Regions from separate parts of the Pan paniscus genome. Here region 1 is linked to region 2. A link is a contact called in public Hi-C data. All regions are on one chromosome and are shown on one strand. Each heading gives the region's core, a stretch centred on a gene start, on an enhancer-like site or on the middle of the called end of the contact. The rest is flanking DNA. Distances are from core to core; before and after follow the strand shown. Region 1 overlaps TAPBPL (TAP binding protein like). Region 2 has its middle 15 kb from the start of CD27.

What was found. A called contact is a pair of places that touch in the nucleus more often than the background predicts.
Region 1: a Hi-C map of fibroblasts shows a contact between it and region 2, with 4 times the contacts expected there. The contact joins two enhancer-like sites. A contact is called at or near these places in 2 of 3 Hi-C or Micro-C datasets (fibroblasts and induced pluripotent stem cells).

Annotation. Positions count from the first base shown.
Region 1 is chr10:12,020,473-12,025,089 of NHGRI_mPanPan1-v2.0_pri, forward strand. TAPBPL (TAP binding protein like) reads left to right here. Exons shown (of 7, transcript XM_008973734.5): 6 at 1,800-1,883; 7 at 2,981-3,253. The coding sequence ends at 3,114. It overlaps VAMP1 (vesicle associated membrane protein 1), which reads right to left. Exons shown (of 5, transcript XM_003820314.5): 5 at 3,190-4,617. Among named protein-coding and RNA genes, the nearest start is that of TAPBPL, 9.5 kb to the left of the region's middle. Within about 2 kb of position 2,984, at least 1 of the 2 cell types and tissues checked has open chromatin away from gene starts, as enhancers often do.
Region 2 is chr10:11,987,639-11,992,488 of NHGRI_mPanPan1-v2.0_pri, forward strand. No RefSeq gene overlaps it. Among named protein-coding and RNA genes, the nearest start is that of CD27, 15 kb to the right of the region's middle. Within about 2 kb of position 2,228, at least 1 of the 2 cell types and tissues checked has open chromatin away from gene starts, as enhancers often do.

The DNA.
Region 1 (4,617 bases), core at 1,734-4,233, 34 kb after region 2:
TGCCCATCCACTTTGTTCGCAGCCCTGGCTTCATGCTCCTGCCTCTGCTCCTGGCTATTTTCCCAAGGCGGCAGCTGCCACAGCTTCTACCACACATCCCCTGAGACTTCATTATACTCCAGCCTCCAGGGTGTCAGGCAATGTGCTTAAGGCTGGAGATCACAGATGAATAATTCCTGATCATGCCCTCCAGGAGCTTAGTCCAGTAATAGAGACAAGACTAAGTAGACAGAGAAGATGGCATTTGAGCCAAGTTAACTAGCTTAGAGGGAAGGGAACACTCAAGATAGAAACAATAGCATATATGAAAGCCAAATCATAAAACAGCCTAAAGAGAATTTGGAGAATTGCAAGTAATTCAGCACAGCTAGAGCCTAGGGTATATGGGAAAAAGGGAAAGTGGCTCTGAAGCTTCGGAGGTAATTCTGTTTATTGAGCATTTACATGAATCAAGCAGTGTAGAAAGCACTTAAATGTATGATTTCATGGATCATGACTCCCGTTTTACAGGTGAGTAAACAGGCACTTGCAGATGTCAGTGAATTTGCCCAAGGTCACCTATCAATCAATGGTAAAGAAAGAATGTGAAAAACAGGCAACCGGATTCCCCTTACGGGCTTAATTAAACCCTGTAGATCTCACTGGGCCTTCAAGCTGGAACTTCCTGAGAGCCATAGCATGCTGTTGAAAGGTTTTATTTATTTATTTATTTATTTTATTTTACTTTTTTTTCGATACAGAATCTTGCTCTGTTCCCCAGGCTGGAGTGCAGTGGTATGATCTCAGCTCACTGCAACCTCCATATCCTGGGTTCGAGCCATCCTCTTGCCTCAGCCTCCCGAGTAGCTGGGATTACAGGCGCGCACCACCACGCCTGGCTAATTTTGCGTTTTTAGTAGAGATGGGGTTTCGCCATGATGGCCAGGCTGGTCTCAAACTCCTGACCTCAGGTGATCTGTCTGCCTCAGCTTCCCAAAGTGCTGGGATTACAGACATGAGCCACCGCACCCTGCCTGTTGAGAGGTTTTAAGCAGGAAAGGGACAGGAAAGAACCCGCAACTTGAAATGGAAACATCCAGGAGCACTGGGCATTATTTGGTTGCTCATTAGACTGTGAACTTCCCCAAAACTGAGGTTTCACTTCAGCTCACATCATTCCCCAACTATTTACAAAATCCCAGTTAACTGGTGGTTTTTTGTTTTGCTTTGTTTTATTTTGCTTTGTTTTGAGATAGGGTCTCACTCTGTCGCCCAGGCTGGAGTGCAGTGGCACGATCTCAGCTCACTGCAACCTCTGCCTCCCAGGCTCAAGTGATTCTCCCACCTCAGCCTCCCAAGTACCTGGGACCACAGGCGCACACCAACATGCCCAGTTAATTTTTTGTATTTTTTGTACAGACAGGGTTTCACCATGTTGCCCAGGCTGGTCTCGAACTCCTGATCTCAGGTGATCCACCCACCTCAGCCTCCCAAAGTTCTGGGATTACAGGCATGAGCCACTGTGTCCAGGCAAGTTAAGTGCTAACAAATAAACCCACCTAAATCTCACTTGCAAAGCAATTTTTAAAACCTTGTCCTTAGGTGGGAAGAGGTAGAGAATTCTGTGTGGAGTAACCCACAAGTATCCAGCAACCTTGAATAAGTACAAATGCTGCTGAGTGCCTTGTTCCAGGCTCCTCAACCAGGGACTCACACACACAATCCTTAGCTCCTCCTCCCTGGGGTGGACACTGCAGGTGAGGGCTCAGCTCATGATTCCTGCGCACGATGATCCCCGCCCACGTTGCTCTCACCTACAGAGCGGAGAACAGCCTTGGGAGTCATCTTTGCCAGCAGTCTCTTCCTTCTTGCACTGATGTTCCTGGGGCTTCAGAGACGGCAAGGTAAGAGCCTGGGTGCCCTTGGCTCTGGCCCTGGCCCACCTCACCCACTCTAACCACCTCCCCACCCAGACCAGGGTGGAAGCCCAGATGCCCCAAGCTCCAGCCACCCACCCATCACAGCCTCCTGCTTTTGAGTTTGCCCTAAATGAAAATGAAACCAGTCGTGTTCCCTCTTGTTTTCTCCTAGCTACCTCACTAAAGTCTGTCACTCTCCTGCCTCAGAGTAGAAAGAAAGAGTAGTCACGTGCTCCCAGAAGGACTCTAAGTCAAGTCGCAGAGCTAAAAATACATGAAGGTGGCACCAGCTCACGGGGCACTGGGCCTGGCTCTGCAGAGGCCTCTGCCTTCCTTCACTGTGCACCCTGGGCTCATGTACCAAGGCAGAGAACAGGAAGAAGTGAGGGGACAAGAAGAAGGCAGAATGTCCAGATGGAGGTTAAGACCAAAGAGCCAGGTTGGTGGTGTGATGGTAGGAAAACAAAGCTGGAAGAAATGGAGAAGGAACAAGTGAGGGACAATGAGGCATGGGTTGGGGCTGGGCTACCCCTCCCAAACTCAGCTCTGTCAAAATAAAAGCCCTTTGTGTCTGCTGCGACCAAGCTTTTCCACTTTCCTGTCTTTCTCCACACTGGTCCCAACTGAGCCCTGTCACCAAGCCTAGCGGCTCCAACTTGCAAAGTGTTTAAGTATGAAACAAAGGCCCTCAGAGGCACCCCCGGGGCTCCATCTCAGTTGCACCTCAGCTGCAATTAGGGTTCTGCTCCCTCGGGTGACTGCTGGGAGGTTCAGGATACCTGCAAATGCCTCACTCCCTCAGCTGCAAGGAGAGACTTCTCCTTTTTATTCGTTTCTAAAATGTGCCTGGTCAATACGGTGGAACTCAGCATACCAAAACTGTACATGAGGATGATGGGGAAAAGGGGGTAAGGGGGTGTTCACTGACAGCCTTATCTGGGCACATCCCCTGGGACAGGACAAGCAGGCCAAGGACCTAGGAAGGAGCACAGGAGGCAGATGGAAGAGGCCTGAGGGAACCTGTGCTTGTTTGCCAGTGTGAGATGCCCACGCAACTTCCTGTCTTCACTTCCTCTTACCAGCACCTACAGGACTTGGGCTGCTTCAGGCTGAACGCTGGGAAACCACTTCCTGTGCTGACACACAGAGCTCCCATCTCCATGAAGACCGCACAGCGCGTGTAAGCCAGCCCAGCTTACACGCTAAAGTGACGTGAGACTACTAGAAAGAAACGACACCCTTCCCCCCAAGCCCCCCCCAGCTACTCCAACCCAAACAACAACCAAGCCAGTTTAATGGTAGGAATTTGTATTTTTTGCCTTTGTTCAGAATACATGACATTGGTAAATATGCCACATGCCTTTGGTGGAAGTACAACTGTTGTTATTACTCTATACAAGTATGAGATCAGGGTTAGGAAAAAAAGACAAAGAGGTGATGACAGACACACAGTGGAAACCCCACATCGTCTCATGGCAAACCGAAGAACGGGATGTGGGAAGCTCAGCTTCATTTGACTGCAAAGTCCCGGGGTTTTGTTGCACATTTACTCATGCACATGGGTGGTGGGAGGAAAGGGGGATAGCAAAGACACACAGAAGAGGGTACAGGGTGGGTGAGAAAGAAAGTAGAAGGGCTAATACCCCCAAAGAACAAGGCCAACTACACCTGGTGAGCCTCAGAGGGACAGAAACCCAGGAATGATTCCTGTGATAGGGCTGGGAGAGCCAAGAGGATGGATTCGCTCCAGGCTTGGGACACATCGAGGACAGTGGTGGTTCTTCTCCAGCGGTGACCCCCTGCATTAGGCAAGGAGGAGCCCAGAGGAGAGTGGAGACCTTCGAGGGGGGCCGTTGGGAGGGTACTGACTGCTTTCTTCCAGCTCTTCAGTCCCGCCCTTGGGCAGGACGAAGGGAATGTGGGAAACAAGGGCGAAGGGAAAGGAAGGATGGTTTTGCGCAATGAAATGCTGCTGCATGGAAAGTGGGCATCCAGACCCTGCCCAGCATGGCCTCAGCCTCTTCCTGTTCGTGGACCGAGGGAAGAAGGAATAAAGGGCCATGGGCATTCCCCGCTCTGTTCCCAGCCTGCCCTCCTCCCCTTGCACCTGGGCTTATCCCACATTAATAGCCCATCCTGAAGCTCAGCAATTGCCCCGAAGATAGGCTGAGCAGATCCCATCCTCAGGTTCCACTGTCTGTACACACAAACCATGCAAAGAGGAGGAAGAGAAAGGAGGCAAAGTAGAATTCAGACAGGAAAGGGTGGTTCAAAGGGGAATATACTACAGGAAGAACAGAGAGGCGGCTCTCAAGGAGAGGGCCCCATGACAGCACAGCAATACACAAGCACACCTGTCACAGGCTGGCACGCCTCCCCCCAAGGTGGGGCTGGTGGGTCTACATGACTTCTCTGCATCCTGAGGATCGGCCGGGCCTCAGGAAGAACCTCTTGCCTCATCCCTGTCTTTGGCAAGTGCACGGGTGGTGTGGAGGAAAGGATTCCATGGGTGTCCAAAGATCTCACACTGCTAACACCCTCACGCTCCTTCATCAACAGGAAGAGAGGAACAGGACCCTCTTTAACGAGGGCAAGGAGTGGCTTCCTCTGAGCTTGTTACTTTCAAATTAAGCACTTGACTCACTGTTTCTCTATAACTAACAGGCAATCTCTCTCTTTATGCCAACAATTAACTGGGAGCTAGGTTAAATTATTTGGC
Region 2 (4,850 bases), core at 978-3,477:
GTCTGCACGGATGGCAGCCAGACTGGCAGCTCTTCCAGCTCCCGTCAGATCGCCTCCTTCAGCTTCTCTAATTCTTGGCCACACATAAGTGCAACTCCGTGACAAGGAGTGCTAGGTCCTTCTGCAGACACCCATACCATCGGGGTGGGTGGTGGTGAGGCGCAGACGCAGGCTCCGGATGGCCTTTGCCCTGCCCCCACTTCACATCCAGTGCTTCTCCCAACTGACCCATAGTGACCTCAGGTCCACCACAGATACAGAGGCCTCCAAAGACTCCTTCCCCAGCTGCCATGATTGATTAAGGTCTAATCTCTAAAATAAGTTCCTTATTCCATAACACTCATAGTGGTTTTGACTCTCTGGTCAAACCTTAACTGATAAAAATCAAAAGTGATGAAGCAAATCAAACTCATGCTAAGTTTCAAACAGGTTTTAACCACTGCATGCATTTGGTACTTAAAGTTTTTGTAATGCTTAAAAGAATCTGACATATATTAATACTTAAATAGGAAATGCATGAAACTACAGAAAAAAAATAAAAAAAATTTTAAACAATTTGACATAGAAGTATTATAGATTAGCCTCATTATTATATTAATATTTAAAATGTATAATTGCCGGGCATGGTGGCTCATGCCTGTAATCCCAGCACTTTGGAAGACTGAGGCGGGCAGATCGCTTTGAGCCCAGGAGTTCAAGACCAGCCTGGACAACCTGGTGAAACCCTGTCCCTACTAAAAATGCAAAAACTAGCTGGGCATCATGGCGTGCGCCTGTAGTTCCAGCTACTTGGGAGGCTGAGGTGGGAGGACTGCTTGAGGCGAGGAGTTCGAGGCTACAGTGAGCCGTGATCACACCACTACACTCTAGCCTGGGCAACAGAGCCAGACCCTGTCTCACAAAACAAAACAAACAAACAAACCACACAAACTTGCAACATCCTGCTTCTTGCAGCTCTCCCCATCCGGCCCACCCCATTCCTTTGGCGTGAAAATATGATGGGGTCTCCTCAGCCCTAGAAGCACCCACACCGTTCAACCTAAAGCTCCCACTGACTAGCTGAGCTCTCATACAGGTGAGATTTGTCACATACGCCTCCCATACAACTCTTCCTAGTAGATTTCTTCACTCTTTCCCTTCCATTCTGAGCACGGCCCCACTTAAGGAACTCTCAGCTCTCATGTTGCCCTATCCCAGTCAAGAAGGAAGTTGCTGGTGATCAAGTCATACTCCAGTGAACACTGACTGGCACCTCTTCTGCATCAAGTCCTAGCAGGGCATTCACCCGAGTTACCAAACATGGCTGCTCACACCCGCCCTCCGAGGCCAGCATCTGCATCCCCATGTGACAGTGGAAACAAACCCACAGAGCCTGAGCAACTGAGCAGCCAGCAAGTGACTGAGCAGAGAGACGGCCTTGGACGCAGGCCAAGCAGCACAGATTTACTCGAATCATCCTCCACTCCTTCAGATTTTCACCAGCTGATTGATCCTTGGACTTCCTCCCCAGGCTTCTCTGACATCACCAGCCACCAGGACCCTGCCTATGCCTGTGGCCTGCAACATTCCTCTATGTACATCAAAGTAGGGAGCATCAGGCCGGGTGCGGTGGCTCACACCTATAATCCTGGCACAATGAAAGGCCGAGGTGGGCAGATAACTTAAGACCAGGAGTTCAAGACCAGCCTGGCCAACACGGCGAAACCCCATCTCTACTAAAAATACAAAACAATTAAGCAGGGATGATGGTTGCCTGAACCCGAACCCAAGGCTGAGGCAGAAGTTGCAGTGAGCCAAGATCGCGCCACTGCACTCCAGCCTGGGTGACAGAACTCCAGCCTGGGTGACAGAGGGAGGCTCCATCTCCCAAAAAACAAAACAAAACAAACAAACAAAACAAGTAGACAGCATCAATTCTGGCCAACTTATGGGTAAAAGAGAAGGCTGCCACAGCCCTTGCCCTTTGGGAGTGCCTGTCCCTTCAGTAGCTGCCCCAAAAACCCTGCAGAAGAGAAGGGTCAGAGGAAGCACCTGTAATAAAGGGTGAGGCCCCACCAACCCACTCTCTTCCTCTCCTCTCCTAGCCGAGGGAGCCATCAGAGGCAAAGGGAGTGTGGGAAAGATTAGTCAGATATGTTTCCCTTTGTGTCACAGAGTCAAACTCTCCATCCGTGACTTCAGAAAAGTCACAAGAGAGCCCCAGCAACGGCCCACAGGGTGTCATAGCAACACGCCTACACCTCAAGGTGCCACCTTCCAACTCTGGAGAAAACAACTGCCTTCTTCAAATGTCAACTGCTACATGGGCAATGAGCAACTTGAAAATGAAATTCGGGGCTGGGTGCAGTGGCTCACACCTGTAATCATTTTGAGAGTCCAAGGCGGGTGGATCACTTGAGCCCAGGAGTTCCAGACCAGCCTGGGCAATATGGCAAAACCACATGTCTTCAAAAAAATACAAAAAGTAGACAGGCATGGTGGCACACACCTGTAGTCCCAGCTACTCGGGAGGCTGAAGTGGGAGGATCACTTGAATCCGGGAAGTGCAGGCTGCAGTGAGCCGAGGTTGCACCACTGCACTCCAGTCTGGGTGACAGAGCGAGACACTGTCTAAAAAAAAAAAAAAAGAAAAGAAAAAAAAAAAGAAAGAAAGAAAATGAAATTGAAATTAGGGGCCGGGCACAGTGGCTCATGCTTGTAATCCTAGCACTTTGGGAGGCCGAGGCAGGCGGGATCACCTGAGGTCAGGAGTTTGAGACCAGCCTAACCATGATGGTAAAACCCTGTCTCTACTAAAAACACAAAATTAGCCGGGCATGTGTGGCGCATGCCTGTAATCCCAGCTATTCAGGAGGCTGAGGCAGGAGAATCACTTGAACCCAGGAGGTGGAGATTGCAATGAGCTGAGACTGCGCCATTGTAGTCCGGCCTGGGCAACAAGAGCGAAACTCCATCTCAAAAAAAAAAAAAAAAAAAAAAGAAATTAGGAAAAACAACTCAATTTACAACAGCATCAAAAAGAATAAATACTTAGGCATACAATGGCCAGGTGCGGTGGCTCACATCTGTAATTCCAACATTTTGGGAGGCCAAGGCAGGCGGATCACCTGAGGTCAGGAGTTTGAGACCAGACTGGCCGACATGATAAAACCCTGTTTCTACTAAAAATACAAAAAATTAGCCAGGCGTGGTGGCAGGCACCTATAATCCCAGCTACTTGGGAGGCTGAGGCTGCAGAATCGCTTGAACCTGGGAAGCAGAGGCTGCAGTGAGCTGAGATTGGGGCGCTGCACTCCAGCCTGGACAACAGAGTGAGACTCTATCTCGAGAAAAAAAAAAAAAAAAAAACTTGGTATACATTTAACAAAGAAAGTGCAAGACTCATACATTGAAAACTAGAAAACATTGTTGAAAGACATTAAAGAAATCCTAAATAAATGGAAAGACATCTGTGTTCATGGACTGAAGGTAACAATATTTCCCAATTTCATCTACAGACTCTATGCAATCCCCATCGAAATTCTAACCCTTCTTTTTTGCATAAATGGACAAGCTGATCTTAAAATTCACATGCAAATGCAAGGGACACAGAGTAGCCAAAATAATTTTGAAAAAGAAGAACGAAGTTGAAGTCCCAATTTCGAAACTTACTATAAAGCTACAGTAATCAAAACCATGGTATTGACCTAAAGACAGACATACAGATCAATGGAATACAATTTAGAGTCCAGAAATCAACCCATACATCTATCGTCAATTAATTTCAACAAGGGTGCCAAGACCATTCTGTGTGAAAAGAATAGTCTTTTCAAGAAGCAGTGCTAGGACAACTGCATATCCACAAGTAAAAGAATGAAGTTGGACCCCTACCTAAAACAGATAAAAAATTTAACTCAAAATAAATCAAAGAACTAAATTTAAGAGTTAAAACTATAAAACTCTTGGAAATATAAGTGAAAATCTGTATGAGTTTGGATTCGGCAGCAGTTTCTCAAATATGACGCCAAAAGCACAGGCAACAAAAGAAACAGTAGATAAACTGGACTTCATCAAAATGTGAAACTTTTTTTTTTTTTTTTTGAGACGGAGTCTTGCTCTGTCGCCCAGGCTGGAGTGCAGTGGCGCGATCTTGGCTCACTGCAAGCTCCGCCTCCCTGGTTCACGCCATTCTCCTGCCTCAGCCTCCCAAGTAGCTGGGACTACAGGTGCCCACCACCACGCCCGGCTAATTTTTTGTATTTTTAAGAGACGGGGTTTCAGCATATTGGCCAGGCTGGTCTCGATCTCCTGACTTCGTGATCCGCCCGCCTTGGCCTCCCAAAGTGCTGGGATTACAGGCATGAGCCACCATGCCTGGCCCAAAATGTGAAACTTTTATGCATCAAAGGGCACTATTAAGAAGGTAAAAAGACAACCCAGAGAATGGGATAAATTTTTTTTTTTTTTGAGACGGAGTCTGGCTCTATCGCCCAGGCTGGAGTTCAGTTGTGCGATCTCGGCTCACTGCAAACTCTGCCTCCCGGGTTCCACACCATGCTCCTGCCTAAGCCTCCCGAGTAGCCGGGACTACAGGCGCCCGCCACAACGCCTGGCTAATTTTTTTTTTTTTTTTTTTTTTTTTTTTTTGTATTTTTAGTAGAGACGGGGTTTCACTGTGTTAGCCAGGATGGTCTCGATCTCCTGACCTCGTGATCCGCCCGCCTCGGCCTCCCAAAGTGCTGGAATTATAGGCGTGAGCCCCCGCCCCGGGGCAGAGAAAATATTTTCAAATCACATATCTAGTAAGGTCTAGAATTCATAATATCAAAAAGAAAAAAAAAAACTCTTGCAACTCAGCAACAAAAGACACA